Regions from separate parts of the Mus musculus genome. Here region 1 is linked to region 2. Evidence: chromatin contacts called from public ChIA-PET data. All regions are on one chromosome and are shown on one strand. The core of a region is the stretch at or near the end of the contact, and the rest is flanking DNA. Distances in the headings are between cores, read along the strand shown.

Evidence for each region. ChIA-PET counts read pairs in DNA pulled down with a chosen protein or histone mark.
Region 1: a contact with region 2 is called in an RNA polymerase II ChIA-PET map of effector CD8 T cells, with 35 read pairs. The contact joins the enhancer-like site here to the promoter of Arhgap19 in region 2. A contact is called at or near these places in 4 of 39 promoter capture datasets (the 3T3-L1 cell line, HPC-7-derived erythroid cells, liver and 1 more), 13 of 484 Hi-C or Micro-C datasets (the Ba/F3 cell line, the CH12 cell line, ECoMG-derived neutrophils and 8 more), 4 of 115 datasets of contacts at active chromatin or transcription factors (the HPC-7 cell line, the SCID.adh cell line, effector CD8 T cells and 1 more) and 4 of 9 other capture datasets (adipose tissue, embryonic stem cells, liver and 1 more).

Annotation. Positions count from the first base shown.
Region 1 is chr19:41,872,366-41,876,278 of GRCm38.p6, forward strand. It overlaps Rrp12 (ribosomal RNA processing 12 homolog (S. cerevisiae)), which reads right to left. Exons shown (of 34, transcript NM_199447.2): 21 at 2,352-2,510; 22 at 2,164-2,244; 23 at 1,871-1,976; 24 at 1,378-1,485; 25 at 544-701. Among named protein-coding and RNA genes, the nearest start is that of Rrp12, 22 kb to the right of the region's middle. Within about 2 kb of position 2,151, at least 25 of the 459 cell types and tissues checked have an H3K27ac peak or open chromatin away from gene starts, as enhancers often do. A contact at or near this core is called in the SCID.adh cell line and effector CD8 T cells, where this site is marked.
Region 2 is chr19:41,799,719-41,803,390 of GRCm38.p6, forward strand. Arhgap19 (Rho GTPase activating protein 19) reads right to left here and starts at 2,366. Exons shown (of 12, transcript NM_027667.3): 1 at 2,254-2,366. The coding sequence starts at 2,309.

The DNA.
Region 1 (3,913 bases), core at 901-3,400, 72 kb after region 2:
TTCTAAATATAAAGAGATCCAGTAGATCTCCACCCTAGCCTTGCCTTAAGCCTTTGGCTCCCAGTGAGGCTTCTGGAGAATATCTATCCCTGCTTTCTTCCTGGAAGCTAAGGTTTGACTCAGAAAAGATATGCAAAAGAGATCTGAGGGCCATGTGACTCTGCCAGCTGGAAGTGGAAACTGTTAGCAAGCAATTCCAGCTTGCAGGGAGTGTGTCCCTAATTTTCAGCTCCTCTGTGCCCTGGCAGGGATAGGAAGAGTGACCCTACAAAGAGCGAGTGCAGTCTTGAGACTAGACCTTGAAAATAAGTACCTGCCTGGTTCTCTATCTGTACAACATTGGAGAAGCCCTGTCCCTTGGCCTAAGAGACACTATAAGCATTGTGCCTTCTTTGTCAGTCAGCACTCTCCTACAAGCCCCTCTAAGGCTCCTTAATGTCCTTCTGCTGCTCAGAGCGTAGTGAAAACGCTCTGAACTAATATGCCCAGAGTCCCTCCCGCAGAGTCCATTCTTGCCCCCCAGTGAACACAATGGAGCCTCACCACTAGCTGCACATGCTTAGCAAGGTGCACCACGTCCATGACCACCACAGCAACCTTGATGAAGCCTAGCGCGGACTTGACCACATCACGGGTTCGAGAGGCCAGCAGCAGGCACACGTTCTCCAGGAGCTGCTCCACTGTGCTGGTCCCCATCAGCCCTGTGCACAGGGGCTGCTGTCAGATACCAGAGCCTCAAACCCAAGAGCCACCCACGGGTCCCCATCAGCCCTGTGCACAGGGGCTGCTGTCAGATACCAGAGCCTCAAACCCAAGAGCCACCCACGGGTCCCCATTAGCCCTGTGCACAGGGGCTGCTGTCAGATACCAGAGCCCCTCAAACCCAAGAGCCACCCACGGGTCCCCATCAGCCCTGTGCACAGGGGCTGCTGTCAGATACCTGAGCCCCTCAAACCCAAGACCCACCCAGGGGTCAGATGTTCTCAGGGCCTTTCTGGGTCTAACAGCTTGAACACCACCCATGGAGTATCCATACATCTTTTATCTTAGAGACTAGCAGGGGTTCTGAGAGGTTAGTAAAGATGCTCAAAGTTTGATGTGGTTGGTAAGAGGAGGGACCAGAACTAAGACATAGGGACAGGCCAACCCTCTTTCTGACCAATCTGACAAAAGTCCCAGGACACTGGGGCCTAAAGCTGATGGGTGGTGCGAATGTAAGGATGAAGGGAGAATGTTGTGGGAAGAGACTAGGAAGCAGACAGGCCGGGTTCTGGGTCTGTTTGCTGCATCCTGATGCTTTTCCCCATTCTGGCATCACCCTGTCCTGATGTTTGGAGCACTCTTTACCATAACAGCACCCTTCAGGTAAACACTTACCTTTGAACTCAAACAAGAGGTGGGTCAGAGCCAAAATGCTGCAACTAACTGTGGTAACTGCACCCAGAAGGCCAGGATAGATGAGGACAAGGTACCGCTGCAGAGCGTCTGAGGACAGAGAGTGGGACAGTTACTCGAAGACAGGGTGCTCAGGGATGGGTACTATTGGCCTTCAGTGCAGTCCACTCAAAGCCACAGGCAGAACAAGACAAGGCGTTCCCTCCACCTTTTCTCTTAAGACTGGACAGAGGCTTTAAGACTTTTCTCTCACTGGGCATGGTGGCGCACACCTTTAATCCCAGCACTTGGGAGGCAGAGGGAGGCGTATTTCTGAGTTCGAGGCCAGCCTGGTCTATAGAGTGAGTTCCAGGATAGCCAGGGCTACACAGAGAAACCCTGTCTCGAGAAACCAAAAAAAAAAAAAAAAAAAAGTCTTCTCTGGGCCAAGGCAGTTTGTCCACCCCAGCTCTCAGTCCACAGCCCACACTCTCACCTTCCTGGTTGGAGCCAAATCGCAGGAAAGCATGGCCCATCTCCACCAGCAAGGTAAACGCACTCTTCCTTGCACCCACTGACACCTCCTTGGTGCACAGGATCACCTGGCCAAACAGCCTTTGTCAGGACATGGAACTGAGGGGCAGCCTGGGTGAGCTCTTCACGCCTACACATGCACTAGGCAGTGAAGGGAGCGTGTGCTCCCACTGTTACCTACAGCCCTCCCTCCTCGGGCCTCTCTTGGAATCCACACTAAGAAACCACAACCCACATCCCTCCACAACCCCTCACCTCTGGGATGAGGGCAGCTATGAACTCCTCATGCTCAGCCGACAGCGTCTTCACAATATGTATGAGGCACTTCAAACGGGGCTGTGGGCACAACAACAACACCGGGGTCCTCCAGTGTCACCCTGACCCCTGGGCGTGCCTGTTGACGCCCTCCCTCCCTTGCAGACGAGGCAGCCCGGAACCCTTACCCTTTTAGCAGGCGAGGATGTGGTCCGAAGCGAGTCCAGCAGAGTCTTCTTCAGATCATCCAGGTGGCTCTGCACGAAGCGGGCTGCCGGGCCCTGAGAACTGGCACACACCTCCTCCAGCACGCGGTAGGCCTTCTTCTGTACACCGTGGACCTTGCTCTTGAGAGGGCAAACGAGACGTGGAGATAATAAGGAAGGGGACTGGGTTCCACTCCATCCTGTGACATTCCCCAAGCATCTACTAGAGAGGATTCAGAGAGAAGCTGGTCTGGAAACAGGAGCCATAGCTTCAGGGACAAAGCCAGACTGGATTTCCAAACCATTCTCACCACCACTAAATAACATATAAGGGGGCTGAGGCCAGGGCTCAGTGATTCAAAGTACTTGTTCTTTTAAAGGACCCACTTCCATTCTCAGCACCCACATGGCATCTCACAACTGTCTTAAACTCCACTTTCACAGCTTCAGGGGAGCTGCTGCCTTCTCATCTATGTGACACCAGGCACATAATGCAGGCAAAACACACATAAAATAGAATCAAATCTAAGAAAATAAAAGTAATAAATAGCAGACACCCAAGCCTGGGCACAGGCATCAGAATATAGGGAGATAGACCTGGCACTCTCTGACTAGCACGCTCTCCTCTAAGCTGAAGGAGTTCCCAGGCCTCGCCAGCTCATCCCAGCCTGCCCTGACATCTGTGTCCGCCTGCACACATCTTCCTCTAGCTACTATACAAACTGGCGGGGAGCAGGGAGACTGGTCCTCAGGAGGGTGCTACTGGGCTGAACACTGCACATTGTAAGCATTTTCGACAGGGCAGTGAGAATGAGCAAAGGCATAGGCAGGCCAGCTCTAAACAAGATCTTGGGGGTGTGGCTCAGAGGGCATGCCCAGCATCCAGGAGAACCTGAGTGCATCCAGGAAAAAAAAAAGGAAAAAGGAAAAAGAAAAGAGAAAAGAAAGAGAAAGGAGGGGCTGGTGAGGTGGCTCAGTGGGTAAGAGCACCCGACTATTCTTCCGAAGGTCCAGGGTTCAAATCCCAGCAACCACATGGTGGCTCACAACCATCCGTAACAAGATCTGACTCCCTCTTCTGGTGTGTCTGAAGATAGCTACAGTGTACTTACTATAATAATAAATAAAGTCTTTAAAAAAAAAATTTCCTTTAAAAAAAAAAGAAAGAGAAAGGAAAACCAAACGGCCCAGGACAGTGGCTCAGCGGTAAATGTGCTGATCGGGTGCTTGCTTCTGAGCCTGACAACCCGAGCTCAATCCTGGGCACCCACAGAAGGCGCAAGGAGAGAACCGAGTCTACACAACTGTCCTCAGACTCTCACCACCCTCAGCTTAACACACAAATGATATGTGAAATAAAACTTAAAAGGAGGTAAACATGAAAGACTTATCTAGGCCTCAAACTCTCTAATGAAGGCTAGGTGCGGAGGTGTGACCTGTAATCACAGCACTTGTGAGACAGAGGCAGGAGGATGAGGAGTTCCAGGCCAGCTTTCAATACAGAGGAAGTTCAAGGCCTGTTTAAGATATATTCGTATCTCAAA
Region 2 (3,672 bases), core at 1,116-3,615:
TTGGGGACTTCAGTTAATAAAAGAACCCCCTATATCAACTTGTCTCTTTTCTAAATCTCCAAATCCTAGAACATACAGATATAATTTTATTCGTAGATATTTTTAAAGTTTTAAAAGAACAGCACTTTACAAATTCAAATGTGTGAGTTAGTATTTACTAAGCAGGTTACTAAGTCATCATTATTTGAAAAAGGCACACAGATGAAAAGAGGCATTATGTCTGTATCTGTTCTTGATGAGCTGCTCAGTAAGCATGGTGCTCAACTTCTCCATATCACGGCAGGGAAGAAAACTCAGTGCAGGGCAGATCCCAACTCAAGGCAGGACTACCAAGGCTCAACATAAGGAATCCTGCCAACCGGTCCTCAGCATCTCCGGGGTCTAACAGACAGCCGTCATCCCGCCTTGTCTCTCTCCTTTCCCTAGGCTTTTCTTCCTAGAGCAAACCCTTTCAGTACCCAGAGATATCAATTATCTACATTACTGCCCAGTACTGAATCTACAGTCATTTCTGTGCCCACTGCTGCAAGACATGGAGCCCACAGAAGATGTTCTCAGAGAGCGACTGTCTCCTCAGGACGTGTATGAGAGGCCAAAGACAGAGTTATGCAGCATATCTGTAAGTGCTGGGCTACACACCTTGGCAGTGAGATGCCTCCGTGAGTAACGGCACTCCCTGCAAAGCCTACAACCCAAGCATGATCCTCAAATCCACTCGGTGGAAGAAGAGAACCGTGAGCTGCTTTCTGCTCTCCTGTGCATGCACTGTGGTACCTAAGTGTGTGTGCACAGGCATACACAAGCACGATAAATGACAGATTTAAAAAGTGTTAGTCCCATTGATTAAATGGGGCTGGGGATGCAGCTCAGTCAGTAGGGGGCTTGCCTAGCAGCACATAAGACAGGGCTTGGTGGCATATGCCTGTAATTCCAGCACTTGGGAGGCAGAGGAAGGAGGTTCGGAAGCTCAAGATTGGGGTTCCCTGGATTACATGAGAGACTCTGTTTCAAAAATAAATAAATAAATAAATAAGCCTCACAAGAACCCCCAGACTAATCCCCTGCAATATGCAATTGACAAGTACACGGGTAGCTGAAACGAGACTGGGAGTTCCAGTCCAGCCGAGGTACTTAGCAAGAACCTGTCTCAGTAACGACAATAGAGGGTTTCAGATTCAGAGAAAACTGTGTTGGTCAGATAGTTAACAGTTTCAAATTTTACATTCAGTTGACAGCAGCCTCAAGGAAGAATTCTAAGTCCTCTTGCTGTAGAACAGTATTTCATTTGTCCTCATTTTCATTACAATTCAGGATTTTCGAGTCGGAGGAGAGATAATCTAATGACATTTATCAACCCACGGGCACAGTTCCCGGGAGAAATAAAAGGTCAAAGAGTGGAAAACTCCTCCATACAAAACAGTAACAATACCCACACAAGCCCATCAGGGCTCAGGAAAAATCAGGCTCACAAACTCGGTTTCCCAAAATTCTTGGTTCTTCTGTTCTGTACTAACTCCGTACCAAAGCATAGCATTGATCATACTCTCTGACAATGTAAGTAATCTCATTCTATTGGAGTGTGTCAGACTCCAAATATTTGTTTGTAATCGGTTAAGAAAGGCTCGACTTTATGACAGGGACAGTACTCGTTCCAGAAAGAAGAAATGAGATCACAATTTCAAGGAAACATAAAAATCTATCGTATTTTGAAGTGTTTGCCAGGATGGGTGCTATGCGCTTTAAATAGGTTGTGTCATCCCGTCCAGGTTCTGAAATAAGTATCGTTATGTTTATTTACAGAAGAAGGCTGAAGCCGAGAAAGGTCAGCCAGCTTAGGGGACAAAAATCCCTTTTAACCATCACTCAAGTCGCGGCTCTGAGTAAAGCGCAGAGGCTGTCACGAAGGACATTTAAAGCTCCCGGGGCGTTGTGGGATTCTCTAAACCGCTCTGGGCTTCAGTTGCCACTCAAAACGCTCGGCGCCAGGGCAGACACCATGACCGTGGCCCGGGGGTCTGCAGCCAGAGCGTCGGGAGGGCTCCACACACGGCCGTGGGACTCGCGGAGAGCAGCGCAGCGGGAAGCACGGACCGCAAAGACCCGCCTCAGCCCCCGCAGGCGCGTCGGCGTAGACACCACGGGAGAGAGGAACAAAGCCCGGGCCTGTGGACCACGGTGACTCAAGGGCAGGGCGGCGACATCGCTAGCCCACAGTCCCGTCTCCTAGGCAGCAGGACGGAAAACTTGGCTCACCTCCGGCCAGAGTCGCAGACCGGCGCCTCCCCTCCACTCGGCGCCTCAGCCGCCATCTTCCGCGGCAGCTTGGTCTGCAGCCCCGCCTCAGGCACCGCCCCTTAGCCCTTAGATTGGCTAGGATGGTTTTCTAAGTCCTGTACGATTGGACGAACCTATGGCCCCGCCTAAATAAGAACCGTTCCATGCTACTATTGGTCTATTCAAATATCTAACTGTCATTGGTAGCACAGAACCAACGAAAGGGCAGGAGAAACACCTGCCCGAGGCCTACCGGGAGATGTAGTTTCTCGTTTTGATTAACCCATGTAGTTCCGCGGATCAAGTCACAAATTCCTGGCTGCGCTCCCCTCCCCGCTAGGTAAATCTCTGAGTTACAAAACTGTCGGTTTTTAAAGTCACTTGAAGAGAAAAGGTTCTTGAGGCCCTGCCCATCCCCCAGTTCGGTAGGCAGTTAACGGTTGCTAGGGAAAAGGGCTCATCACCCCTCACTCACTTAAACCCCCATTCACCCCACCCCCAAGATCCATAGGCTTAGTAAAAGGGAAGAAAAGGCATTTTCTTCAATGGTATATAATCAGTGGTAAATTGCATACGTTCCTGTAAGCTACCCTAAGTAAACTCTTGTGTGTGTATATATGTATGTGTGTATGTATGTATGTATTTATGTATGAATGTATGTATGTGTGTGTGTATGTATGCAGGGGCTGATCTTCAGGGTACATATTTGGGGGAGGGGGAAAGTCAGTATAAAGACACCAAAAGCACTGGCTAGAATAGAGAGGCAAATTTTGGGTCATCCAAACAAGCCTCCTTGGGTGACTTCAGGCCAACAAGAAAATGTGACTAAGCCAGGCAGTGGTGGCGTATACCTTTAATCCCAGCACTTGGGAGGCAGAGGCAGGTGGAAAAAAAAAAAAAAAAAAAAAAAACATGGTATTGATATATGAAATTCACAATTAACAATAAGGGGCAGCTAGAGATGGTTCCGTGGTTCTAAGAACACTTGCTGCTTTTCCTGAAGACTAGAGTTTGATTCCCTGCATTGAAAGGTTCACAAGGGCCAGACAGTGAGTCCAGTTCCAAAGGACTGATTGCCTTCCTATAGCCTCCAGAGCTGGCCTCCGGGGCACATGCGCACAGATGCACAGAGACACATAAAATCTTTTCTAAAAGCAAAAAATATAGATGGTAGAGAGTAAAAAGTGAAGGGAAAGAACATTGTGACCCTGACTTGACCCCCAGACCAGGCAACCTTGACCCTATCTTGACCCCAAGCTCAAAATCAGGGCCAAGAAACAGAATCCCACCAATCCCTGAGCACAAAATTCCCACCAACCCCTAGAATTGCCCCAAAATCAGGCCACAAAAATCCCACCACTCCCTCCCTGGACACCCTGGAAAGCTCTGTCTTCATCG